Regions from separate parts of the Mus musculus genome. Here region 2 is linked to region 1. The links are chromatin contacts, called in public Hi-C maps. All regions are on one chromosome and are shown on one strand. The core of a region is the stretch at or near the end of the contact, and the rest is flanking DNA. Distances in the headings are between cores, read along the strand shown. Region 1 holds the start of Htr1b (5-hydroxytryptamine (serotonin) receptor 1B). Region 2 has its middle 47 kb from the start of Gm35548.

What was found. Hi-C and Micro-C count contacts between places; a contact is called where the count stands out from the background.
Region 2: a contact with region 1 is called in a Hi-C map of tail fibroblasts, with 4 times the contacts expected there. The contact joins the enhancer-like site here to the promoter of Htr1b in region 1. A contact is called at or near these places in 2 of 39 promoter capture datasets (the C10 cell line and pre-B cells), 1 of 15 datasets of contacts at CTCF or cohesin (large pre-B cells), 1 of 484 Hi-C or Micro-C datasets (tail fibroblasts), 1 of 115 datasets of contacts at active chromatin or transcription factors (embryonic fibroblasts) and 1 of 9 other capture datasets (adipose tissue).

The regions. Positions count from the first base shown.
Region 1 is chr9:81,629,173-81,636,448 of GRCm38.p6, reverse strand. Htr1b (5-hydroxytryptamine (serotonin) receptor 1B) reads left to right here and starts at 2,617. Exons shown (of 2, transcript NM_010482.2): 1 at 2,617-2,763; 2 at 3,578-7,276. The coding sequence starts at 3,897. The coding sequence ends at 5,057. It overlaps D430036J16Rik (RIKEN cDNA D430036J16 gene), which reads right to left and starts at 4,519. Exons shown (of 3, transcript NR_040395.1): 1 at 4,170-4,519.
Region 2 is chr9:82,304,016-82,311,291 of GRCm38.p6, reverse strand. No RefSeq gene overlaps it. Among named protein-coding and RNA genes, the nearest start is that of Gm35548, 47 kb to the right of the region's middle. Within about 2 kb of position 4,416, at least 10 of the 459 cell types and tissues checked have an H3K27ac peak or open chromatin away from gene starts, as enhancers often do. A contact at or near this core is called in tail fibroblasts, where this site is marked.

The sequences.
Region 1 (7,276 bases), core at 1,368-3,867:
GGGGGAGGGTATAGGGGACTTTCGGGATAGCATTTGAAGTATAAATGAAGAAAATATCTAATAAGAATAAATGTGGGGAAAACAAAAACGAAAACAAACAAACAAAAAAAAACATGGCAGTAAAAACAGCCAACATTGGCCTTAGACCTGAAAAAGAAGTGTCTATTCAGTTCCCACATTCTGTGATTAGGACCAGTGGCTTGGACACTTTTCAATGAGATTTTCACTGGATGATAAGGACTGTGCTGGACAGTGAATTTTTTATGAGTTCTATGTCATGTTTCTTCTGGTTTCCAGGAAAGTGATAAGACCATGATCAAACCCTCCCAGACTGTACCTGCAATTTCCCCAAGGGAGCCTCACAGCCTCCTGGCTTAGGAAAGTCCCCTTGAGGGTGGTTCATATCCCAATACTAATGACTCAGTCACTATCTGGTCTGGTCCTGCCATCAAATCAGACCTTTTTCTACACAAGGAAGTTTTACTGTTCTCTTGAACAGAAGCCCTTGAGAGAAGGTGCCCTTGAAAGACCTGGAACTTTGGAACAACAACAACAACAACAACAACAACAACAACAACAACAACAACAACAACAGCAAACCAACCAACCAAACAAACATCAGGAATTGGTACCCAGCAGCAATGGGTAAGCTTCTTGTTTGACAAATATGCACTGTTGAGCAAACAGCTGCTTTTCATATGCTTCAAGTCTGGGAAGCTACGAGTGAAATTCAGAAACTAGCTTAATGAACTGTGGTGCTTCACTGAGCTCCGCCTAAATCCCTTCTGTGCTGCAGCGGCATATTCACAGAGCTCTAACCAGAAGGTAAAATCAAAATCTGCCTGCAAGTAGTAGAACCTGCTGAGGGTGTGGGACTTCAGATCAGCTGCAATGCATGGGAATGCCACAGGTGTCTGTTTCTCTCCCAACACCAAGGCGGTTTCTCAGTCTCCTGCTTCGGAAACAGAAATAAGAAGGCTGTCCATAGTTGTTAATATTCTCCCTCCTTCCGCCTCTTGAACACGCCCCTCAATCTTCCCTAGCTCCCGAATGATACTAATGATAGTATAGTAGCAGGAAAATAGTTTCCTGGCATCCACCCGGCTTTCTTGCCCCTCAACCACACTCTTGCTCCATCCTGGTCAACGCCCCCACCTAGTGGCTCAACATTGCCAGCTTCCAGTCCGTTTTCAATAGCTTTTAACTGGTGCTGAGCTAGTTAGTAAGATAATGAAGGCACCTCATGTAGGTAGATCGAGTTGAAGACTGGAGGATGGGGCACCTTAAAATGTGGTGGAAAAAAATGCTTAATATGCTGAAGTCTCTGATCTTAGGAAAAGGAAAAGAGGAAAAAAGGTGGTGTTTTTATCCTCGCGGCATCTACTGCAACACAGCTTAAACCTTAAACCTTAGTTAAAAAGCCCCCTTCCAAAGCTTGGAAGATTTTTTTTTTTAGGACACTAGCTGCCAAATGAAAGTATACTGATTTAGTTGACTGTAAGCAACTGTCTTTGCCTCTCCTAAAATATAACTGCTGTAAAACTGGATCTGAATTTGCCCCGTTTGTCTCCATATTCCTAATGCAGAGGAAAACACTCAGCATCAGTTATGCTTTCTAATTTTTGTCTGCCTTGCTGGCTTAGAGGGGCAAGAACTCAGGGAATTTGGTTTGGGACTTTGTCACCTTCAGTCTCTTGTAAAGGTCTGAAATTGCTCCACCCTTAAAACTGGATGGCCAATAGAGCAGATGATCCTGGCTGAGCTCTGGGATGGAACGATTTGAGGTGTAAAAAAAAAAAAAAAAAACACTTGCAGAGAAACTGATGATTTCAATTATAATGTGACTCTTACTAGATCCATTCAACATATCAAACACACACTTAGGCTCGCGGGAATTCTAGTGGGAACCTTAGTCCTTAACACGGGGAGAATACATTGCCATTTACTTTGCTTTTGATTCCTAAGTAGACCCTGTATTTGTTTCTGTTCAGATTGGAGGCGAAACCAAGGCTAGGGAATCTGCTCCGGGTTTGGGGACCCAGCTGCTATGCTTACTGCCCCCTATGGCAGAATTGCTAACCTTTTGCCTAGGGCAAAGGAGACAGTGGTGACTGTAGTTGTGATGGCTCAGAGACCCCTTTATTTTTCCTTTTCTGGGAGGGCTGAGTGGAAGAACTTCTTACTGAAAAGTCGGGCGCTGAGCTGCGGAGCCACTGGGGCGGGAGGATGGGGTGGAAGGTTTAATTTCGCATACAGTAGGCTTCTCTTTATGACACTGTTTTACATCTTGCAGACAGCTTCTCTCCCGTTGACTCACAAAGTTAAAGGGGAGGATTGAATGACAAGCACAAATTTCTAAATGTAGATTGGGAAATTGTGTTTTTAATGTACTAAGAGTCAAAGATGTCTCAAAGCCCCAGGCATGAAGTATAGCATGCACATATTGGCTGCTTCCTTCTAAGGAAGCATCCCTGGCGCCTCCTAAACTGGGTGTGGCCCTCGGTGTGGGGTTAGATTCCAGAAGGGAGAGTTCAGATATTGGCGCTTGCTCCACCTACCACCAACCACCAGGAAAGAGGGAGGTGGTGGTAGGCGGAAGCCTAGACCCGGACGCCCGCACTAAGTCTGTGGCAGCGACTAAAGACGTGGGTTGACTGCGGAGCGCAAAGACTCAAAGCTCTCAGAGGCTAGAACAGGACGTCCCATTACCCATTCCCTGCTTGAAAGGCGACTCCAAGTTTCAGGGTCGGGAGAAGGGACAAGGTGAAGAAAACTGCGAGAGAGGGCGGTAGGACCCTGCGGGAGATTCTGTAGCAGGGACTGGATCTGGGCGGGAGGAAAAGAAGGAGGGAGGGAGGGAGGGAGAGAGGGAGGGAGGGGGGAAAGAGCAGAAGGGAAGGTGCTTTGCAGCCGCCGTCTGCTCTCGCCGCACTGCACGAGTTGCACAGCCGGACCAGGCTGGACCCAGATAATATAAAAGGAGCCCCACCGGCTCTGAGGCTCACACCCCGCTCCCGGGCTGGCGCACACCGACTTCCTCCCGCTCCCCCAGACACCTGCCCCCTCCCGGTGTGCGGCTCCAGGTGCCCCAGCCCCTTGTGCCCCGCGGCATGGCTCCCAGCGGCGCTGCTGGAACCCTGGAGGTGGTGACAGCTGCAGGGCGGCTCGAACTGCCGCAGCTCGGGCCCCAGAGTCTCCCCTCTGGTGGCCGGGTCTCCACGGGGCAGCTCGCTGGTGTGGCCAGCGTGTGAAAAGGGAGGGAGTGCGGCGCCCAGGCTGCTGGCGCCGCGCGGCTGGCTCGCAGACTTCACAATCCCCAAGTCAGGCGGCGGCCAAAGAAAGTGGCGGAGCTCCGGGCTTGTAGGGGGCATGGGGTGGGGATGCAAGCCCAGGACTCTGCACTGGCCTGCAAGCTTCGGTCTGCACAGCCAGCAAACTCCTTCGGGCGGAGTCTGCAGATTCCGGAGCGCCCGGGTTAGGAGAAGCTGAGACCTGAGCAATTGGGGTAAGAGGTCCCACTAGACCCCGAGACCCCTCTACAAGCGATACTTAGTCCTTCTCCACTGTTTGCCTCCAGGGAACCTGAGAGAAGCTGGACTGGGTGGGCCAGTGCTTTATTCACCCGGGCGAAGACGGGGAGTGGAGAGGAGCTAGCAGACGCGGCAGCAGCGCCTGGCGCACTGGAAGTGCAGGGGACGCGCCCGCAGGCTTGGTGGCCGCGCCTGTGACCTCTCCTTTGGGCTGAGAACACAGGCGGAGGAGTTACTGAGGAGCCCACGGAACTGGCTAGCCAAAGGAGACAAGCCTATAGTCTCCATGATCCTCCCGTCCTCTGTTCTTTCCCTGGTCCGCTCCATGTTCAAGAGCTGCGCTCCGCAGCCAGGACGAGGAGAGCTATGGAGGAGCAGGGTATTCAGTGCGCCCCGCCGCCTCCCGCCGCCTCCCAGACAGGGGTACCTCTCACCAACCTCTCCCACAACTGCAGCGCCGACGGCTACATTTACCAGGACTCCATCGCCCTGCCCTGGAAAGTCCTGCTGGTTGCTTTGTTGGCGCTCATCACCTTGGCCACCACGCTCTCCAACGCCTTTGTAATCGCTACGGTGTATCGGACCCGGAAGCTACACACCCCGGCTAACTACCTGATCGCCTCTCTGGCAGTCACTGACCTGCTCGTGTCCATCCTGGTGATGCCCATCAGCACCATGTACACGGTCACTGGACGCTGGACACTAGGCCAGGTGGTCTGCGACTTCTGGCTGTCGTCGGATATCACCTGTTGCACTGCTTCCATCATGCATCTCTGTGTCATCGCCCTGGACCGCTACTGGGCCATCACCGATGCGGTGGAGTATTCTGCTAAAAGGACTCCCAAAAGGGCGGCCATCATGATCGTGCTGGTGTGGGTCTTCTCCATCTCTATTTCGTTGCCACCCTTCTTCTGGCGTCAAGCCAAAGCAGAGGAGGAGATGCTGGACTGCTTTGTGAACACCGACCACGTCCTCTACACGGTCTACTCCACGGTGGGCGCTTTCTATTTACCCACCCTGCTCCTCATCGCCCTCTATGGCCGCATCTATGTGGAAGCCCGCTCTCGGATTTTGAAACAGACACCCAACAAGACCGGCAAGCGCTTGACCCGAGCCCAGTTGATAACAGACTCCCCGGGATCCACATCCTCGGTCACCTCCATTAACTCCCGGGCTCCGGACGTGCCCAGTGAGTCCGGGTCTCCTGTGTACGTGAACCAAGTCAAAGTGCGAGTCTCAGACGCCCTGCTGGAAAAGAAGAAACTCATGGCCGCTAGGGAGCGCAAAGCCACCAAGACCCTAGGGATCATTTTAGGAGCATTTATTGTGTGTTGGCTGCCCTTCTTCATCATCTCCCTGGTGATGCCTATCTGTAAGGATGCCTGCTGGTTTCACATGGCCATTTTTGACTTCTTCAATTGGTTAGGCTATCTTAACTCCCTCATCAACCCCATCATCTACACCATGTCCAATGAGGACTTCAAACAAGCGTTCCACAAACTGATACGCTTTAAGTGCGCAGGTTGACTTGTCAATGGCAGTGGGGTCGCCTAAGCGACCTTTGGGGACCAAGTTGGGTCTTTTCACAGGTAGGTCAAATCTTCTTTCCCTGTTACTGGGTGGAAGCAAGGCTCTCTCTTCTGGGCAAGGGCAATGGATCCTCAGAGGCCCCGGCAGAAGCCTAGCTTCTCTGAGAGAGCACTCTGGAATGTGAACAACGCAAACTACTGTAAAGCTTCCATACCCGAGGAACTTAGCTTCCTCCACTCAAAGTCCGGGCTCAGCACAGATCCTCCAGCAGCCATTCACACAAAAGGTTGCAACTTTTTAACATTGGTGATGGATGGGTATCCCTGCCCCGTTTTGTATCATGGATGTTGTTGCCCTCTAAGCCAGTAGCACTTGTAGATGTTGTCTGAGGCCTGAGACACCTCTACATACAGCCTGGCAGTACTTGAACTTGACAATTAATACTCTATGCTCTGGGGAGAACTCTGTGTTACAGCTTAAGTTTTAAACACTTTGGCATCCTTCAGTCTTCATTTATTTATTTAAATTTGGTCGGAGAAACTTGTGGATTTGGTGCTTCAAACACTGAATGTGGCTTGGACGGCACAGAGCAACCTTGAAGAGTTAACAGCAAAATTCTGATGCTAAGATCTCTATTTTTATTACAATCAAAAATTATATGGGGGTGGTGGGTGGGCATGGGAGAAGGGGAGTGATACTCAGAATCAACACCTAAGATTGTTTGTTTTCTGCAGATTTCTAATTTTTTTAATTCCTGTTTAGTGATCGTCAATCCACAGCTCTTAACAACTCAAAACATGATGTGTGCTAGTGCCAAAGTCTGCAGGCTGCTTTGTTTTCTAATCTCACGTACCTGTCATTTCACACACTTAAATCCCCACGGAAAGAGGATAGGCTGGGTTGCTCAGCCCAACCTGCAGCTGTCAGAGTTCAAGTGGATTAGAGTTGTATACTGTTCCTTAACAAGAAAGTAGCTTTTTTCATTATCCAGTTCCATGCTGCGCAGAGGAGACTGAAGAAACACAAGCGACTTCTTATATAATTGAGGAATGAAGGGGGAAATAGGAGGATGTATATTTTGACTTGTAAAAAAAAACTTAAAAATTGCATGAGACAATTTTTGATAATCATTTGCACTCTCTCCCATCTGTGATTCCTTTGTGTGTGAATTTTTAAAGTAACCAAGAGAGCTGGTTTCCCTGTTCAGAAATCTTGAAAATGCCCCCAATACTATTAAAGTGTGTGTGAGTGTGTGAGTGTGTGTGTGTGTGTGTGTGTGTGTGTGTGAGAGAGAGAGAGAGAGAGAGAGAGAGAGAGAGAGAGAGAGAGAGAGAGAGAGATTCCAGCTTGTTTTGTCCTTACTATTAAAGTTTGGGCAGGAGCAGCTAGGAAGATTACACATTAGAAATGTAGAAAAGCCGAGAAAGCCTGAAAACAAACCTATTTTCTTTATAACTTATATAGAACCAAACCTCAGGCTTATTAAACAACCAGGAAACTGGCAAGCCTTCTAGCCTTGGAAACATTAGTGACCTGCCACTTCAGTGACTAGAACATTGGAAATAATTTAAGCGTATCTCTTTTTCTAAGTTTCAATAACACTTAGTTATTTTGGATTCACTTTAGGGGGTACATAATACAGTAAAATCACATCCTAGAAGATGAAAAAAATGCACTTTCTTAATAAAAAGAAGCAGTCCTGAAGGGTTAACTGTAAGAACAAATGTGTATGTGGAATGTTTAATATGCCAAAGAAGATTCACAGTCCTTGCTTCAGAGGCTGTCTGCACTGGAGACCTTTTGTCTGCAGAAGGAAGTTGTCTTTATAAAATGGATCCACTCCCTGTGTGAAGCTGCCCAGTCCAGATCATCACACAATAGATGTAGTGAGCTGAATTATACTGCTTGCCTACTGTGCAGACCTTCACATTGGGTAATGACTCTTGAAAAGATGCTATTCAAAAGTTCACATGTACTGTAGGTAAAAAAGGGAATTTCAACCAACATTATACCTGACACTGGAGTAGGATGAAATCTTAGGCATTAGATAATCCTATAGACTGGGATCTATAGTTTATTCTGTTGGATCCCTAGCTTCTTTGTTTGTGCTTTGTGACATTTCTCCTATGGAGGAATGCACATAGAGCATGCATTTGTTTTTTATATTGTTAATATGTTGGTCTTCTGTTTGTGTAGCTGCGTTTTCTTGGGGCCTA
Region 2 (7,276 bases), core at 3,167-5,666, 670 kb before region 1:
CATGTATTTGAATGCTTGGCTCACAGGTTATGGCACTACTAAGCTTAGCCTTGTTGGAGTAGGTAAGACCTTGTTGGAATAAGTGTGTCACTGTGTGTGTGTATGTTGACGTTGCCCATGCTCAAGCTATACTCAGTGTGACACAGAGTCTCCTTCTGTTGCTTGCAGATTAAGATGTGTAAATTTGGTTCTTCTAACATCATGCCTTTCTTCACCCTGCCATGCTTTACACCATGATGAAAATGGACTAAACCCTGAAACTTAAATGGTTTTCCATTAGAAACACTGCCTTGGAGGGTCATTGTGTCCCTTCATGGCAATGAAACCCTAACTAAGACAGAAATTGATACCAGTGACTGGGGTATTGCTATAATAGGCATGATCATGCTTTTGTTTGGAGGAATGTGTATTTGATTAGGAAGACAGTGGAATGCTTTAAGTAGGGCTTAATGGGACATACTAGTAGGAACATGGAAGACAGAGGTAGAGAGGGTGATTTGAATTATAAAGGCCTAGCTAAAGAAGGAATTTTAGTATGTTGCCCAGAGATTGTTCCTATGTTATTTGGTGAAGAATGTGACTGCTTTTTCTCATTGTCTGAAGAGTCTGCCTAAAACTGAAACAGAGATTTAGATGAATTACAGTGGTAAAGGAAATCTCAAAACAACCTAGTATAATCTCTGCCATGTGGTTCACTCCAATGAAGAGCATCCTGATGAAATGGAGCAAGCTGAACAAGGAAAAATACAAAATGTACAGACTGGGGAGAAAGGGGGCACCAAAAAGTAGAATGGAGCTAAGTCCTATGCATAAGGAGCTAAACAGCTTTTAAAAAGGAGTAATGAAAGTGGTGACCTCAGGAGAAAATCCCACCCCACTAAGCTTCTATGGTGGGAAAAGGAATTAAAGAAAAGCTTAGGTACAGGTGTGGTGGTTCACATCTTTAATACCCAAACTCAGGAGAAAGAGGCATGTAGGCCACGACCTGGTCTATAGAGTAGTTCCAAGACAGTCAAGGGAAGGCAGTGAAGGAAACTGTTGAAAACAGAAAGCTGGTGAAGATGTAATTGATTGAGTGTTCCATGTTCCAGTCCCAGAACGCAGTAATACTTGAATCTTTGTCTATGTGGTTCTAGCCTTAGAGTCAAGGATAGAAGAAAGGAGCTAAATAATCTCCCTCCATGACCACTGGGGTCAGGTGTGTGGCAGGGGTATCCAATCACAGTGTCCCATCATGTGAAGTTATGAAGGGAAAGTTTGATTTGTCTGGGAGATCCTTCGTAGTTAGCAATGCCAGATCTGTGGGATACCTACCAAGGAAAGCTGTTGATAGGGAGTGGAACCAGCCTAAGAAAGAGAAGTATGTTGCCATCAACCAAGGGTAAATAAGATGGAGATCTGAAGAGCGTTTTGACATCAAACATGGAGATAAAATTTTTTGATACATTGATAAGATTGGGTTCTATTAGGTATGTTCTGACATCCAACAAGAATAATCATGTCTTATAAATTTAATGTAAATGTCACAGGAGGCACAAAACCACAACCAAAAACAATCCCGGGAACAAAATGCACCTGATATAAAAGGTCCTCTGGCTTTCTTCCCGGAAGTTCTCTCAGAGTTCCCCAAGGCACTGTTTACCATGGGTCACTCTTTTGACCGTGTTCCATCAGTGGACTATCGTCTTTGGGGGTGTACTTACTTTGGTGCTGGAGATGGAATTTGGGATCTCTAGCATTCACGCTCATACTAGACAAGTATTGTCATGGAGCTTCATCCATGAAGTGTTTTGGTGAGCCTTACTGAGTTTATTTCTGCCCCCTTTCTTCCTGCATATCTCAGTCACGCAGTAATGGAGGAATGCATCGCTCACTGTGTTCTTCCATGAGACTGACTTATTAGCTTGCACAAAGAAAGAACATGTAGTGTTTGTTTTCTTGTGTCCAGTATATTTAACCTTAATATATTGATCTCTAATTCTATTCAAAAAAAGATTTCATTCTTTTATTGGAGATTATATATATCTCTATCTATCTATCTATCTACACACATATATAATGTATGTACACATACACACATATACACACTATATATATGTATGCATATATAAAAACATATATAATATACAAAACCATGCATATATATATGTGTGTGTATGCATATACATATATGCATGGTTTTGTTACAACTGTGTCTTCCTTTATTATATACTCAGCACTGGCATTGTAGAATCTTAAGGTAGTTCTGTTTATTAGTGTTTTGACAGAATCTCTATGTCATTTTCCATAATGAATGTATCATTTCTATTTCCATTGATAGTACATAACAATTTTCCTTTTCATAACCTAGGTATTGATGGTTATTGTGATTGATAATATTTAGTGATGATTTGATAGGATCTAGGCTTTCCTGGAGCCAAGTCTGCAGGGATAGCTATGTAGGATTATGTAATTTTGTTGCCATCTGAAAGGAAAAGAACAGAACATTATGATGATCCTAGAGTTTGGGTACCAATTACATCACAGGATTTGGAGAGTTTCACTTTAGGTGTGCAGAACAAATCTGAGACTGCAGCTAAGTAGTTGAGTGTGTACTTAGCATGACTGAAGACATGCTTAAAATGTATAATGCAGCCAGGCGTGGTGATGCACACCTTTAATCCCAGCACTCGGGAGGCAGAAGCAGGCAGATTTCTGAGTTTGAGGCCAGCCTGATCTACAAAGTGAGTTCCAGGACAGCCAGGGCTATACAGAGAAACCCTGTCTCGAAAAAAAAAAAAAAAAAAAAAAAAAAAAAAAAAAAAACAAAACAAAACAAAACAAAAGAAAACAAAAAAATATATAATGCCATGGGCTTGATATCGAGATCCACAAAAATAAATTAGTAAATAAGAATATGAAAAACAACATTGATCTTTTTGGTAGATGAATGTGCTCATTTTAAACATCTTCTCTTGTATCACCTCCTCTGTGTGACATCCTAGGTTGCTCTTCACAACAAATCCTCGAATGTCTGCTCTTGGTAACAAATCCTCAAAAACTTCTCTAGGAAGTGAGAGTTCAATGCAAATATAGTACTATCAAATTAAATATAACCACATTAATTCATATTGCTTATGGATTCTGTTCTTAAGTAAACACTGATTATGCTGGAAAACATGTGATATAATTTGCATCTAAAAACAAACAAACAATAACAACAACAAAATGCTTGCACATAAAAATAAGTCAGTGAGTGAGTGCCATAGATCAGTGTCTAGCCCAATTGTACCAGAAAGACATTTTCCAGCAGCTGATAGGAGCAGATGCAAAGACCCACAGCAAAACACTAGGTGGTGCCAAGATAATCCCAAAGAAGAGGAAAGAGTCAAGGAGCCAGAGGTGTCAAAGATGCCAGGAGAACAAGGCCCACCAAGTCAACTAAGTAGAGTTCACAGGGACTCACAGAGACTGGAGACAATTGTGGACTTTATGGTTATGAGCTAGGTCATATGCATATATGCTATGGTTTTGTTATGGTGGTGTTGTGGGTGGTTTCTCTGACTCTTTTGCCTATGTTTGAGATTTTTTCTCCTACTGGGTTGTCTTATCCATCCTCGGTATGAGGATTTGTGCCTAAACTAATTGTAATTTGTTATGGCATGGTCTATTGATATCTCTGGGAGGCCTATTCTGTCTGTCTGTCTGTCTGTCTGCCTACCTGCCTGCCTCTCACTCTTCCTTCTTTCTTCTTTAAGGGAAATGGAGGAGGAGTTGATCTAGAGGAGTAGTTAAAGGCAGGGAAAACTGCAGTCAGGATGTATTATGAGAGAGAGAGAGAGAGGGAGAGAGAGAGAGAGAGAGAGAGAGAGAGAGAGAGAGAGAGAGAGAGAGATGCGTGGAACCCAAAATTTATATGGGATTTTTTAGAAGCATCAAAATACATGATGATGCATATCAGAAAAGTAGCCTATAATTTCTTATTCTGCATTGTTCTCAGTTGTGATCATAAACCAAGAAATCTATGCTTTTTATTTCTGACAACTGATTTTCTTTTCATATGCATTCTTTCTAAGCTTTTCTCAGAATGGCTTCATTGAATTGCACAAGTTCAAAGGGATGTAAACAAGGCATACAGGCTTTCCAAATATGGCCTTGCTCTCCCTTGAGTTGAGCGATCTTCACATTTTCATAAGAATCTAGCAAAGTTCTGTGCAGGGTTCAGTGAAGATGAAGAAATCAGTCTTTCTTTCTGGACCTTACATTTTGGTTGGCAAAGATCATCCATGCTGTAAGAAGAAAACATTTAAGAAGCCTAGATTTAAAACAGGCTTGCCTCACTCTTGGTTCTTACTACTGCTTCTAGTATTAATCACACAGTCTACCTTCCCATCTTCACAGATGCCAGTTCAGAAGACTTCTCACAGTGGTTTCACTTATCCACTGACTCTGGTCCTGTCTTCTACGAATACTCTCTCACAAGAGAGATAGTCACTCTGCTTTCCACCTGCTTTGGAACATATCTACCAAAATTATTGTCAAATAATCTATTACATATGGGAAAAAACTGAGTCCATCTGCACATAATTCATTCTTTAGTGGATAAAATATATTTATCTGCCTAATTTCTCTGCATTCCTAAATGATATACTTCACGGCATTCCTAAAGAATGAACACCTCCAGGTCTGAAATATGATCATGCCATCTCTATTTTTAGGTGATTTTTTTATTGGGGGTGGGCTTTAAACAAATTCTTAAACTGTATTCCAGACTTTCATAGATCTCTGTGTAGTCATGTCTAGACATGAGATCAGAACTTTCCTTCTGCCTAGGCGCACTTAGTGCTGAGTTTGGAGGCATGAGTCACCAAGCTCAGTATGAAGTTCTGTCCTTAGGCATTGTATTACTTTGTTTGCTGATTTTAGTCAGAGTCTTAATGCATGGAAATGAACATAATTAGAAAATCTGCAGCTGTCCCCACCTAGAACCTTCATCTGCCTCCAGGTTTTTGTACATGCTATTTCTTTCCTAGGGTACACTGCCTTTTTCAGTTTGCTCACACATTCCTCCTCGTCTTTCATGAAGCTGGCCTGAAACTAAAGTGTGTGTCGCAAATACTCTCCCAGAATCATGCACCATGCACTTCTGTAATTACAACAGCAATGGCACTGTATTCCATTGCCAACTTACTCCTTCAAATGCCCAGGGATTTCAAAGTTCTTCAGTAATACAGTAATACAGTAATACAGTAATACAGTAATACACACACACACACACACACACACACACACACACACACACACACACACACATACACACATATATATATTCCCTTCAGTACTGAGTGGCTAGCATAATACTACATTAATAATACATTCATAGAAAATATATAGAATTTATTTGCTAAATTGAAATGGATAACACAGGAATTGAAGATATATCTGTACCCACGCCCAGTTTAAAAAATATGTTTATCTTTATTTAGCAGCTTTCTATGTGTAACATATATAGACATGTCTGAAGCCTTGTTGGTACCAGAGTGAAGGTTATAGAATTCTTGTCATGCAACAGGTCAGTCCAGTGTGTTTATATTTGTTGGTGCCCTTTTGAATATGAACTACTGTTTTCTTACTTAACAATGCTTTAGGGAACCCTAAATCTTAATCCAAATATACTAAACAAACATTGAGCAGAATTAAATTTAAAAATTCAATATCTTCTCTCTAAACAATTTCTGTCAGTCTAATAGGAAGAAAATGTAGTTGATTTTCATGATTCAAATCAGAAAGTCTGATTTGAGCTAAAAGTGAGTAGTAGTTTGCTTAGTAGAGCAACAGTCGAGGTAATATATAGGATGTGTTAGGAATGTAACTAGGGCCTGAGGCTTGAGAAAGGAACTTGAAGGAATGATGATTTTGGAAGCTCATATATTAGAAAGCTTAATCTCTGGTTGATGGAACTGTTAGAATTAGAAAGAATTAGAAGGTAAGGTCCTGTTCTATGCCATGTTTTGCTGGAGATAGGCTTTGAGTTTTCAAAACCTCATGCCATTCTGAGTTAGAATTCTCTCTCTCTCTCTTGCTCTCTCTACTTCTCTCGCCCTCTCTCTTGCTCTCTCGCTCTCACTTGCTCTCTCTATTCCTCTCACACTCTCTCCTGCTCTATTTGTCTCGCGCTCTCTCTCTCTTGCTCTCTCTCACTCTCTCCTTCCCTCACCCTCCCTTTAATTCTTCCACCCTCTCCCTCCCCGACTCCCTCTCTCTATAAGCCACTTTCCCATGGATTAAGGATGATTGAGGATATAAATTCTCAGCTACTGCTCTAACATCATTCATTCACGGTGGTCATGAACTCACCCTCTGAAACTATAAAACCTTTCCCTCAATAAATATTTTTCTTTTATAAGTTCCTTTGGTCATGCTGTTTTGTCAGAGCAATAGAAAAAATAACTAAGACAGTGACCTTGAGGAAGAAACAGATTATTTCTAGTAGATTTTCTGAGATTTGCAGGCAGAAGCAATACAATTGCATGGTTTTTACACAAGATAAGTAATAGTTTTCAGTTAAGATCCATAATAAGCACTTTCTATATCTCTGGGTTACAAAAATATAAAATAAGAAAGTTGAAATTATAGAGAAAAAAGTGAAAGCATCTTCAAACATCTCCAATAAACTCCAATGATGACATGATATTTCATGGGCTAATAATTTTAGTCCCCAAATTTTCAGTTAAATATTCATGCTGTGATAAATAACTTTGGCCTTTAACAATTTTGTTTAAACGTGTCAAAATTATAAGTCTCATGACATTCTAAGAGTGTGATATTTTCTATGTGAGAAAATTAACACATATACTTCACAAGTATTGTCTTCATTTTAAAGATATCCAAATAAGGTGCCATCCCTACAACCTACGTCTCTACTGCTGAAGGATAAACAGAAACGTTCTGTTCTTGAAGTAGAAGAGATGTGGGAAGGATACAAGTAAAACCTTCTGTGTATATGGGATTGTTTAAGCATATTCGCTAAACTCTTAAAAAGCAAGTTTTATTAAAGAATAAAGAATAGACATTTGTATTGTACATGTAAAAATGCACTCCACTTACTGGAAGTTTTCAAAGCAAAATGAAACATATCATGATAATTTCTCAGGCTGTTTGAGGGTGTGGAGGTGGGGGAGCATCCATCCTTTTAGAGATGGGAGAGGAGGGATGGGATGAGGAACGGTCAAAGCAAATATTTGAACTTATTTTATAAAAATATTAAAATGCTCAATTTGATTTCATGTGGGGAAAA